Regions from separate parts of the Gossypium hirsutum genome. Here region 2 is linked to region 1. A link is a contact called in public Hi-C data. All regions are on one chromosome and are shown on one strand. Each heading gives the region's core, a stretch centred on a gene start, on an enhancer-like site or on the middle of the called end of the contact. The rest is flanking DNA. Distances are from core to core; before and after follow the strand shown. Region 1 holds the start of LOC107901928 (pyruvate, phosphate dikinase regulatory protein 1, chloroplastic). Region 2 holds the start of LOC107901934 (homeobox-leucine zipper protein MERISTEM L1).

Region 1 (5,609 bases), core at 855-3,354:
TCAATAATATAAACCACTTGTAACAAATAATGGCTGCCACTTTATTAAGAATCTTTAAATGTTCAATTGACAGAAAGAAGAGTTTGTTGTAGGACAAACTGCATAAGTAAACTACATAGCTGTATTGCATCATTATAGAATAGTAGTTAGTATAGTTCATAACCAGTGAAGCACTGGCATTGTACATGTAAATTGTAGCTAATTTCATCGACCCTTCTCAGTAGTTACAAGGCAGCAAAGTCCTATTACTCCAGCACACCTGGAGAAAAAAGTAATTTTCCATCTCATTACTTCATTAGTAACGTTTTGATATTCGTGGCATTGAACACTTTTGCTTACGGTCATGGTAGAGCCTCAATATAACAGCAGCAGTTTCTTCAATTGCTTTACCAGTAACTTCTGCAAGGATAAGGACCAGTAGGTGATGAGCCCAAGGTTCATCAGATGAATATGTCAAACATCTTTAACTGCTTAATATCAAAATTTACCCTATTTTTAATCCTCTTAAGCTTAATAATGATCTCTAAGTATCTCCATGTCAAGGAATCAAAATAGTTGGGAGAGTTAAACAAAAATAAGTAAATTAATTATGTTTACCGATGACTGGCCATGTAGGATTTTGAGCAAAAACCTTGCGAGCAAACTCCAACTCCTCTTTCACATAGGCCATCTCCGAGTAGTTACTCCTTGCATTGTCACCGAAACCCAGACTCTTAGCCCTTGCTTTCCTAATAGTTTGCAAGACCAAGGGATTAATAGTCAAACCAAAAACCTTCTCAGGGTCTACTTCGAAAAGTCCCTTTGGCAAAGCCACTCCCTTCACAATAGGCACATTTGCTACTTTATATCCTTTCTGTGCTAGATAAATTGATAACGGCGTCTTCCCAGTACGAGAAACACCTGTGAGAACAATGCCAGCCTTGCTTAAGTTTTGAGGTAGTGCCCCATCATCCTGCTTGATTGTAAATTCAACAGCTTCAATCCGCCGAAAGTATTCATCTGAGAGGGGGATGTTTCTTCCAGCTGCTCCACGGGGAAGACCAGAAGGTGAGACACCTAAATGAGCAGCAATAGCCTCTGTAATTGGACCCAATATATCCGTCGATGGTATACCCCACAATTTGCAAGCTTGCTTGGCGGACTCTGCCATGGAAGGATCAGCTAAAGTATATACAAGCAATGCACCTTCCTTGGCTGCCTGCTTTATAATCTCCATCAATCTCTCAACATCATCAATCTGAACATTGCAGATCATCATTGTCATTCAACCAATCTAAATGACACTGATTTCCCAGTTTTTAAAACATTACAAGTTCAAGTTTCATCACTAACTACAACAAATACAAAAACTTGGATTAATTAGTAACTGAAACGAGTTCTGAAATATGAAACAAAAATACCCCAGAGAAGAGATGGGTATTTACGGGACACCCACGATCCACCAAACAATGCTCGAACTGCCCCAACGCTGCGTTAACGGAATGCTCCGCCGTCCATCCAGTTCCATCAGATACCATATAAATTGGCTTCCCCGAGTCTGTTACCTCCACCTCACGATCGCTGTCATTTGCCGTTGAAGTGGGTTCCAAAGACAAGGTCCCACTGGTTCGTTGAGCTGAGGGGTTCACCTCAAGCGCCCCAGTCCCGTGGCTCGGTCGTTCAAGCTTGTGGCCCGACCTTAAGGCTCGTGCACGGTACCATCTGTTGAACTGTGGGCTACCCTTTAGTTTCCGAACTTTGGGCTCGGGTTCTGGGTCCGAAATATCAGGATTGGCCGGGGCGGCCGTGGCCCGGAGGTTGAAGGCGGAGCAAGGACACGCGAGCATTTTTAGTTTTGCTTCATTTGCTTTTCTTCTAATCTAATTTTATATACTTGTCTGAAAATTATGAGGTGGAAGGATCTTGGGCCAAAAAATGGTAGCAAAATCCAAACAATAGGTTAATGAAATATGAACCCACTGAATTGGATATTAAAAATCTAAGATATTTTATTCCCATTTGAAGAAAATATCAATTTGATTCTCTCACTTTATTGAGAAATGATGGGAGGGATATGAATTCTTGGATATTAATGCCAATTCAATAGGAAGTTGAACCCATTGTTTGGGGCATGAAAATTTCAGTGAGGGCTTTAAATGAGTTAATGGGAGGATTGGGAGAATATTGCATGTAGTTTAAACAAAATAAAATGGATAAAAGAGCCTCCAAACTATGGGGAAGTGGATCCAATCACATAATGCCTTTTTTATGGTTACATTCATGTGAGAAGGTGTTGATGTCGGTTTATGCATACCATACTGAGAGACCACCAAAAATAAATCACAAAAGAGAATAAACATGTCTTTTGAACCGGGGGCCTCTAGTGTGTGAGATTAGCATGATAACCAACTACACTAGACATTTTGATGTCACTTAAAATATTAATTAAATATTAATGACATAATAATCGGATGCAAGTGTCACGGGCGACCGCCTCCAAATGTGCGAACGTTTAAAGTTAAAATGTGCAAATAAAAATATAAATATTTAAGTGTGGTATCTGTAAACGTACATGTCAATTTGTAATATAACAAGCGTTACAATAGAATATCGATAAGTATTTCGAGGATCGTATCCAAGAGATTGCAGATTGGAGAAATTTATTATTAAATTAATTATAGAAAATAATTACTAATCTAATCAAGTCACAAATCAGTAGTGTGAACCCAAATTAAAAGATTAATTAAACTAATGAAGTTAATTAATTTAAAATTAACCTAAGGGAATTTCCAATTCTTAGTGTTGACAATGCGAGCCTCTAGCTTATGATCGATTAAATCCCTAATTATCTAATTAAATAATTAATTATCCTCGATTGAGTTATTTATCACTCTTAGCTAAAAATACTCTTCCGGTCTCATCTTCACTAAGGATTACCACCTAAGTCACCCTTTCAGTCTCTTCCTAGGTATGCGGATACCCTCCCGGACTCATTGTTTGGCACAAGGTATACACACGATAGGATACTCTTCTGGTCTCACCTGTCTAAATATTCTATCAGGGGTGTCATTCCCTAATATACTAAGTACTCTTGAATAAACAACTAATTTCAGATAAATAATCACTTAACAGATAAATCAATTTAATAATCGAATCATGCAAGATATGAATAAAGCACAAGAAATTGTTCTAATATTCATACAAATGTTAATTGATCAGATTAATGAAATATAAATAAAAGAATAAAATAGAAAAGTGAAGAGAATGCTCATTGATAAATATATTGAAGTGCGGATCCAAAGCAATCTTCGCTCGTAATTGTCTTCACATCGGAATAGAAAAGATCCGACTAAACGAACATCAAAATAAAATACAAAGAAAACTGAATAGTAAAAACTGTCTGTTTAAGTCTACACTGTCCTGTCTACCAATCCCGGTTACCCTAAAGTTACTTATATAGGCTACGAGCTACTTGGTGCCCACACAACACAAGATACATTTAGATACTAATTAATACAATATAATCTTAGATTGCTAGGGTCTAAATATGAAAATATCCCAAGAGTTCCGTCCTAGGATTTAGCTCATTTTGGCCTGCCTTTGTCACGTCATCTTGACGTAGAAAGACTCCTCGTCACGACATCGCTATCGTGAATGCCTTCTCATGATTGTTGCGCCGTCATGACAAGGGGAAATTCCTCATCACGACATGGGATGCTTTTTAGCCTTGACAACTTTGTTGTTCTACTGAGCTCCCTTGTCTTGCGGCCCGACGATTATTCCTTGTATTCTTGGACCTGAATTGGCATCCTACACACTAAATTAGCCCATTAATCACTCCCGAGACCCATGTTGGCCTTACAAATCATCGAAACATTAGAAAATGCATAAGAACACTTATTTTATTAATATTTAGCTCCTAAGCTATTAATATAAAAAATGTAATAATTAATTATAAAATGCCAAGAAAATAAGTTTGTTAAGTGTCGAAATGTATTTAAACTACCACTATAATTAGTGGCAGGTCAACAAGCCACGGATCAAAACTCATGACAAATGCACACAGAACGGCTCATGGGGATCATTTGATCCACTTGAATTAGCTCAATTCGTGAAACATATGGAGAATTACATCTACTTAAAGTCTTAGAGGCCTAGTGGAACACTCCAATAAAACTAGAGTTATCATGTTGAATATTGTAAATCTTAAGGGATAAAATTGTATAAAGTTTAAATCCCTTAGGACTCTCATCTTGTAGATAGGCTTTAATCTTTATCATCGGTGTAGTTTAAATTATATCGTTGGATTTGGGAGAGTTCAACTATAAATAGAGTACCTCATTTGTAATCATCCCATTCATTGTTATTGAATATGTTTGAGAGCATTTACTCAAACACCTTGTGTGCATTGTTTTCGTATTTTCAGTTTGATTCAAGTACTTTTTTCTTTTGAGTTTGCTTCCGCTTTGTGTTGGTGCCTTGGAGAATTTCCCTTGAGAATTTTCACTTACAAGAGATAGACTGACTTAGGTAGATTTGAAACAAAAAAATTACTTAAGGCCGTGCAATTCACCAAACTAAAATTTTAACCCCGTAATGCAAGAAAGTAGATAGTTTTTAGCATCTAATTGTAAGAAAAGAAGAAAGGCTTTTCAAATGAGACCTTCTAACGCAATGAAATGATAATGGTGCTAGCGGCAACGATTTGGTGGTGCGCGCAATCGTATCGGCTACTGTTCTATCTCACCTCATCTCATTGTGGATTGATTAAGGAATATTAACCATCATTAATGAAAATTTTAATCACCTCGTTATAAAAAAAAAGACAAAATCTCTCTGCACATGATATTAGGTCTAACATGAGCCACAAAAAGTTAATTTTGATTATGTTGGAGAAAGGACTTGTTTGAGGATGGATTTGAGTCTTTTAAGGAGTCAAGGGTTGCATTGTTCATAAAAAAAACTGCCTTGATGAATTGAATTTTCCACCGCTCAAATTAAATTCCACTGACCCGTAACGGTGATAGTGGAGGAGCCTGAACCTTTGAAGACTCCTCCAAGTATTATCCATAATTGGAAGTTCAATTATTTTCTACGAATAAAGTACAATCACTTCAATTCTTTTCCTCTAGAGTGGTCAGATTGTAATGAAGTGATTGAAATGAAGTTTCGCAGGCCTAGCCTGTACTTGATGAACAATGCAAGTCCTTAGCAGTAAGCAGGCATCCGTGCTTTTTTAAATTATTTGATTCCTCAAATTTATCTAAAAATTTGAGTTCATAAATTATTCAAGTATTACTATTCAATATTATTATTTAGCATTTTCAATCATATGTTAGATATCCGAATCTACAAAAATTCATCTCTATTCACGAAATAATATAAAATCAAAGAAAAATTAATTTTAAATAAAATTTATTTATAATTAACATAAAATAAATAAAAATTAACAAAAGTAGTTAAATAAAAATCTAAACAAATTAAACATAATAAATTCACAACAATTTAAATATACCTACCAACTTTACATAAGAATTCTAAACAAATTAAAAGTCTCAAATAACTTAGTTTCACATTTAGAGTTTAAAGTTATATATTATTAATATAAAAATGTTCATTATATGATTATA
Region 2 (5,609 bases), core at 1,723-4,222, 290 kb after region 1:
AGCCTGGTATGCTCGGATTGGCTCATACCTAGTCAGTTTGGAATTTGAAAGGAGTGCTAGTGAGCTAACATTCTATGTTAAAAGAAATCAAAATCGAGCTGAAACACAGCTCATTGTCTCACTCTATGTTGATGATCTTCTAGTGACTGGAGGAGACAAGTTCATGTTAGCTGATTTCAAAGCAAAAATGAAGGAAATGTTTGAGATGTCAAACCTGGGATTGATGACATATTTCCTAGAAATGGAAGTAAATCAAGCAGTTCTTGAGACAAAAATCATTTGCCTTGAAAGTTCTAGCCAAATTCTCAATGGAGAATTGTAAACCAACCAGCACACCTATGGCTGTTGGCATGAAACTATTGAGCGAAGAAGACCATGAATCTGTCTGTGAAACTGATTACAGAAGCCTTGTTGGTTGTTTACTGTATCTGACAGCAACAAGACCTGATATTTTGTTTGCTGTGAGCATGCTATCAAGATTCATGCATTGTTGCAACCAGCAGCATTACAAAGCTGGAAAACGGGTGCTGAGATATATCAAAGGCACCTTGAGCCATGGAATACATTTCAGTAGGGCTGAAGAATTGAAACTGATTGGCTACACTGACAGCAATTGGGCTGGTTCAAAAGATGACATGAAGAGCACCTCTGGTTATTCTTTTATACTTGGCTCAGCTATGATTTGTTGGAGCTCAAGAAAACAAAAAATGGTGGCTCAGTCGACAGCTGAAGTTGAGTATGTAGCAGCTGCCAATGCTGTTAATCAAGCTATGTAGCTGAGAAAAATTTTGAGCGATTTGAACCTACAGCAGAATGAAGCAACTGTGATACATTGTGACAACAAGTCAGCAGTTGCTATTGCTAAAAATCCTGTCTTCCATGGAAGAACAAAACATTTCAACATTAAACTACATGTGATAAGAGAAATGGAACAAGCTCGAGAGATCGAGCTGATTCATTGCAGCTCAGAAAATCAGATTGCCGATATCTTCACAAAATCACTTGGTACATCGAGATTTCTAAACCTAAGGAAGCAACTAGGAGTCTGCTGCATAGAAGCTGAGGAGGAGTGTTGAAGTCAGCCCCCATGCAGCAGCCAAGGTGGCCAAGCAAGGTGGCCATGCAGGGAACGTGCTTCAACAGCAAATCGAAACTGCATTGTTTCATTTGGTTACTCAAATGAACATTTTGTATTTTAGTTTGTTTTGAACTTGGTAGCTGCATTTTGATGTAATTAGGTGTTGAATGACAAGTTTAGGTAGTTGCTTATGTGTTCAAACAAGTTTACCAAGTTACTAGGCAATTTAGTGGTGTTAGGTATGTTATTAGGTGGTAAATTGTTTGTTTTGCTTTTGTTATCTCATATATGTATTGGCATTATGCCTTGTGAAGTTGTTAATGAAAAATTCAGCTCATTTTCATTCAAATTTATCTCTTTCTTTTCTGTTTTCCATTGCAAATTTCTTTTTCTTTCTTCTTCGATAGTTTCTTCAGCAAGGCTCGACACTTGCTGTCCAAGCAAAGTAAAAACAAGCTTGCTGCTGCCTCTTGCACCAACAAATAGGTTTCCACAGGCTAGTGATACGATTGTGTAAAGTATTGTAACCAATACTTTGCCCTAAAAGTTTGATAACCACTGTTAATTCCATTTCTTTGAACAAAATTTCTTTAACCCGGTCAGAAAAACTAATGGCCGGAACCCCATTAACGATAGATGTTTGCACATCGCCGGCTAATAAATCAAAATCTCCATCACTTGCACTATCTCTTCCAAAGGAAGAACCATTGCGATCCATCATGGAATGATTCGGATCTCCATCCAAAAGCTTATCCTTCCACGAGGGTGCTGAAATCAGATCAGGGTCGACGACCATATCTACTGATGCCTCATCAATTCCGCCCTTAAATCTCACTTTCTTGGTGGTCCGATCCTCAACAGAATGGGAATCCCCATCGTCTTCGTTAACAGACGGTGGCAAAGAAGGAGAGAGTTGCTTAGACATTTTTTAATATTTAATTGTTGAGTTTTGCAATCTGCAATACCCTTTCATTGTCCATAATTAATGCAATAAAAGTAAATAAATACATAAAACAGATCACAGATGAGTTGGATTAGTTCATATACCGACCGGATATGATTACACGTATGCATATATGTCAAAAGGAAGAGACAAGATTAAATTTGGTTAGAAATTATGAGATTTACACCACATAGATTTTGGTAGGCATGCATGCATGGACATGATATATAATGCGTCTGAAATCTGCAAAAGCAGACCATAGCCTGTATCCTTCAGACTCAATAATTTCTTGGAAGATTTGAGAGCAAGCCGAAAGATTAAATATATTTAAGTTATTCTAGCAACAGCTCTAATTTGCTTTTCATGTAATTTGATGGGAAAATTAATTAGTACAATATTCTACATATATAAATCAAATATTTAATTCAAAAAAAACAATAAATATTTGAAAGTAGTCATTAACTGATATTGTTTAAACTGGTGAGATATTAATTATACCTTTTATCTTATAAAAAATTTAAAATTTTCATACTATATATGCACAGCGAATATGACTGTAGATTTCATGGCAACATTAGGAAGAAATATTCCTCTTGATTTAAAAATTTATGATGTTCCCCAAATTAATTGAGATAGAACCTACTTTTGTATTGATGTCAAATATAATTCCTATTGCTAAATGTATTTAGCTTCCTTATCTACCAATATATATATACTATACGTGCATGCTTATTAGTAAAACCTATTAATATTGGAGCTGAGACACTGAAAACTAGTTGAAAGCTTACAAAGTTAATTTGAAGAAAGGGAAGGGAAGGGGAGATGTTTTTCTCTTTCTATAATTTTTATTTCCATCACTCGCAATTACACCTCTCACCCACAATAAATGCTATTGCACCCTCTCGATGGGCTCTGCTATTAACTCCTTAGCTGCCACATCCTCTCCACCTGTTTCATCAATTCTCTTCATTTTCCTCACCCCCCCTTGGAACTTCAAACCCCTTTCTCTCTCTCTAGACTTTAACCCTCTTCTCTCTCAAGGTAGGTCTCTGTCAAACCAGTGACCCCAAACTTTTAAAAACCACCCTAAAACCTCCTTTCATTAATCTTTCTCAACAATGTTCAAAAGGGCTTTCTTTTGTTTTGCCTATACGGCCCTGTAAAAAGTCTCTACTCACGAAACCTATTTCTTTCCCTGGACCAGCTTGTTTATAGCACCCGATCTGTGTTCACACCATTTGCCATTCTCTCTTTCATATATTCGCTTATAAAGCTTTGCTGAGAATCAAGAGAGAGTGCAAAAAGTGTTTGTAATCTTTGGTTTGTGGGGACTTTCTATCAAAATCAACCTAAATACCACCAATATAGGAAAGCGGGGCCAAGAATCTAACAAGCAAGAGACTGATATGTGTAGCATGTATTGCTGCTGGTTAGGGTTTTAAAGGTCAATGGCTATCTATGTCTCCCAACATGAGGTTTCTAGTGACCAACTTACCACTGCATTTAAGACAAGAAAATAGTTGCCCTAAGCTCTTAGTCCCCTTCTCCAAATAATCCATAAGGTAATTTTCTTTCCTCCTTTTTTTCCCCAACTTTTGCTGCCCATTTTATTTCTCCGAGGTTCTTTCACTTTTCTCATGGGAATAGATTAGGATAAGCTTTCGACTAATCCATCATTTTAATCTTCGACGTATATGCTACCTTTAAATATAGTAGCAGTTGGTTATTAAGATATTCAAAGAAAAATCCTTCTCGATAAGCGAACTAGACCTTTTTTTTCTTTGAAAGAGAGATGGTATATGGTTTACAGCTCCATTGTTTATTTGCCTTTCAAATGTTTTACGATTCCATTGTCATGCACTGGTTTTGACTTTTTTAACTTTGTACTTACATTTTGTGTCTTTCGTTACTGTTCTACAGTTTATTTAACCCTTTTCCCCCTTTATTTTAGTTTGCTTGACTTGTGTATGTTCTGTCGGCAGAACCCAGAATATCCATACCGTCGACATTCGAGCACTTTGTTAACATGTTTAGCCCCAACTTATTTGAGAGTCCCCATATGTTCGACATGTCTCATAAGACCTCGGAAAGTGAACTAATGGGGAAGATCAGGGATGATGATTATGAGATCAAATCAGTCAATGAAACTATGGATGCTCCCTCTGGAGATGATCAAGATCCTGACCAACGCCCTAAAAAGAAGCGTTATCATCGTCATACCCAGCGTCAAATCCAGGAGATGGAAGCGTAAGTCTTGTTTTTTTTTATCCTCTTACTTAAAGATAAGAAAGATTAACATGACTAGTTCTTCTTTGGGGAATTGATTCTTTGGACACTTTGTTGCTCAGATTCTTTAAGGAATGCCCTCATCCTGATGATAAGCAAAGGAAGGAGCTTGGCCGTGAGCTAGGGTTAGAACCTCTACAAGTCAAGTTTTGGTTCCAAAACAAGCGCACCCAAATGAAGGTATATTTCCATGTATAGGTGAAAATCAGGAGCTCTAATATGCTTATTTAAGTATTTAGACTCGTTTTATGAGTAAGCTTTTCTGCCTATGTAGTAAGCTTTCCTAGCTTTGTTGCTAAAGTTCACCTTCATTAACAGGCCCAACATGAACGCCATGAAAATGCTATACTGAAGGCTGAGAATGAAAAACTCCGAGCTGAGAATAATAGGTACAAGGAAGCTCTCAGCAATGCTACATGCCCCAGCTGTGGAGGCCCAGCTGCCCTTGGAGAGATGTCATTTGATGAGCAACATTTGAGAATAGAAAATGCTCGGTTAAGGGAAGAGGTGATTGAAAAATGCTTCACACATCCCATCTTATTATCAAGTTACCTTTTTATTATACTTTTTATATTTTGGTTTTCTTGTATTACAGATTGATAGGATATCTGGAATAGCTGCTAAATATGTTGGCAAGCCTTTATCTTCATTGCCTCACCTTTCATCTCATTTACATTCGCGCTCTGCTGATCTTGGAGCTAGCAATTTCGGGAATCAATCAGGATTTGTAGGGGAAATGGATCGCAGTGGTGATCTTCTGAGGTCTGTCTCTGGACCTACAGAAGCGGATAAGCCCATGATTGTTGAGCTTGCTGTTGCTGCAATGGAGGAACTAATACGAATGGCCCAATCTGGGGAACCTTTGTGGGTTCCTGGGGACAATTCTACAGATGTGTTGAACGAAGATGAATACTTAAGAACTTTCCCTAGGGGAATTGGACCAAAGCCTTTGGGGTTGAGGTCTGAAGCTTCAAGAGAATCTGCAGTTGTCATCATGAATCATGTCAACTTAGTTGAGATTCTCATGGATGTGGTAGGATTTTCTTTTCCCCAAGTTTGGGTCCATTATATAAATTTTTAGATCCACCTCCACTTATTTATGACAAAAACGATTGATTTCCAGAATCAATGGTCAAGTGTGTTTTGCGGTATTGTTTCAAGGGCTATGACTTTAGAAGTCCTATCAACTGGAGTTGCAGGAAACTACAATGGGGCCTTGCAAGTGGTACTAAGTACATCTATATGCTTTTCTTTTCAATAGCAATCTAATAAAATTTTCTGCCATGCATGCTCTTTCCCTAA

What was found. Hi-C and Micro-C count contacts between places; a contact is called where the count stands out from the background.
Region 2: a Hi-C map of leaf shows a contact between it and region 1, with 2.5 times the contacts expected there. The contact joins the promoter of LOC107901934 here to the promoter of LOC107901928 in region 1. A contact is called at or near these places in 2 of 34 Hi-C or Micro-C datasets (both in leaf).

What each region holds. Positions count from the first base shown.
Region 1 is chrD06:55,904,906-55,910,514 of Gossypium_hirsutum_v2.1, forward strand. It overlaps LOC107901928 (pyruvate, phosphate dikinase regulatory protein 1, chloroplastic), which reads right to left and starts at 2,105. Exons shown (of 3, transcript XM_016828107.2): 1 at 1,401-2,105; 2 at 598-1,237; 3 at 21-399. The coding sequence starts at 1,826. The coding sequence ends at 296.
Region 2 is chrD06:56,198,018-56,203,626 of Gossypium_hirsutum_v2.1, forward strand. LOC107901934 (homeobox-leucine zipper protein MERISTEM L1) reads left to right here and starts at 2,973. Exons shown (of 12, transcript XM_041095916.1): 1 at 2,973-3,583; 2 at 4,004-4,268; 3 at 4,370-4,487; 4 at 4,626-4,814; 5 at 4,903-5,340; 6 at 5,431-5,532. The coding sequence starts at 4,048.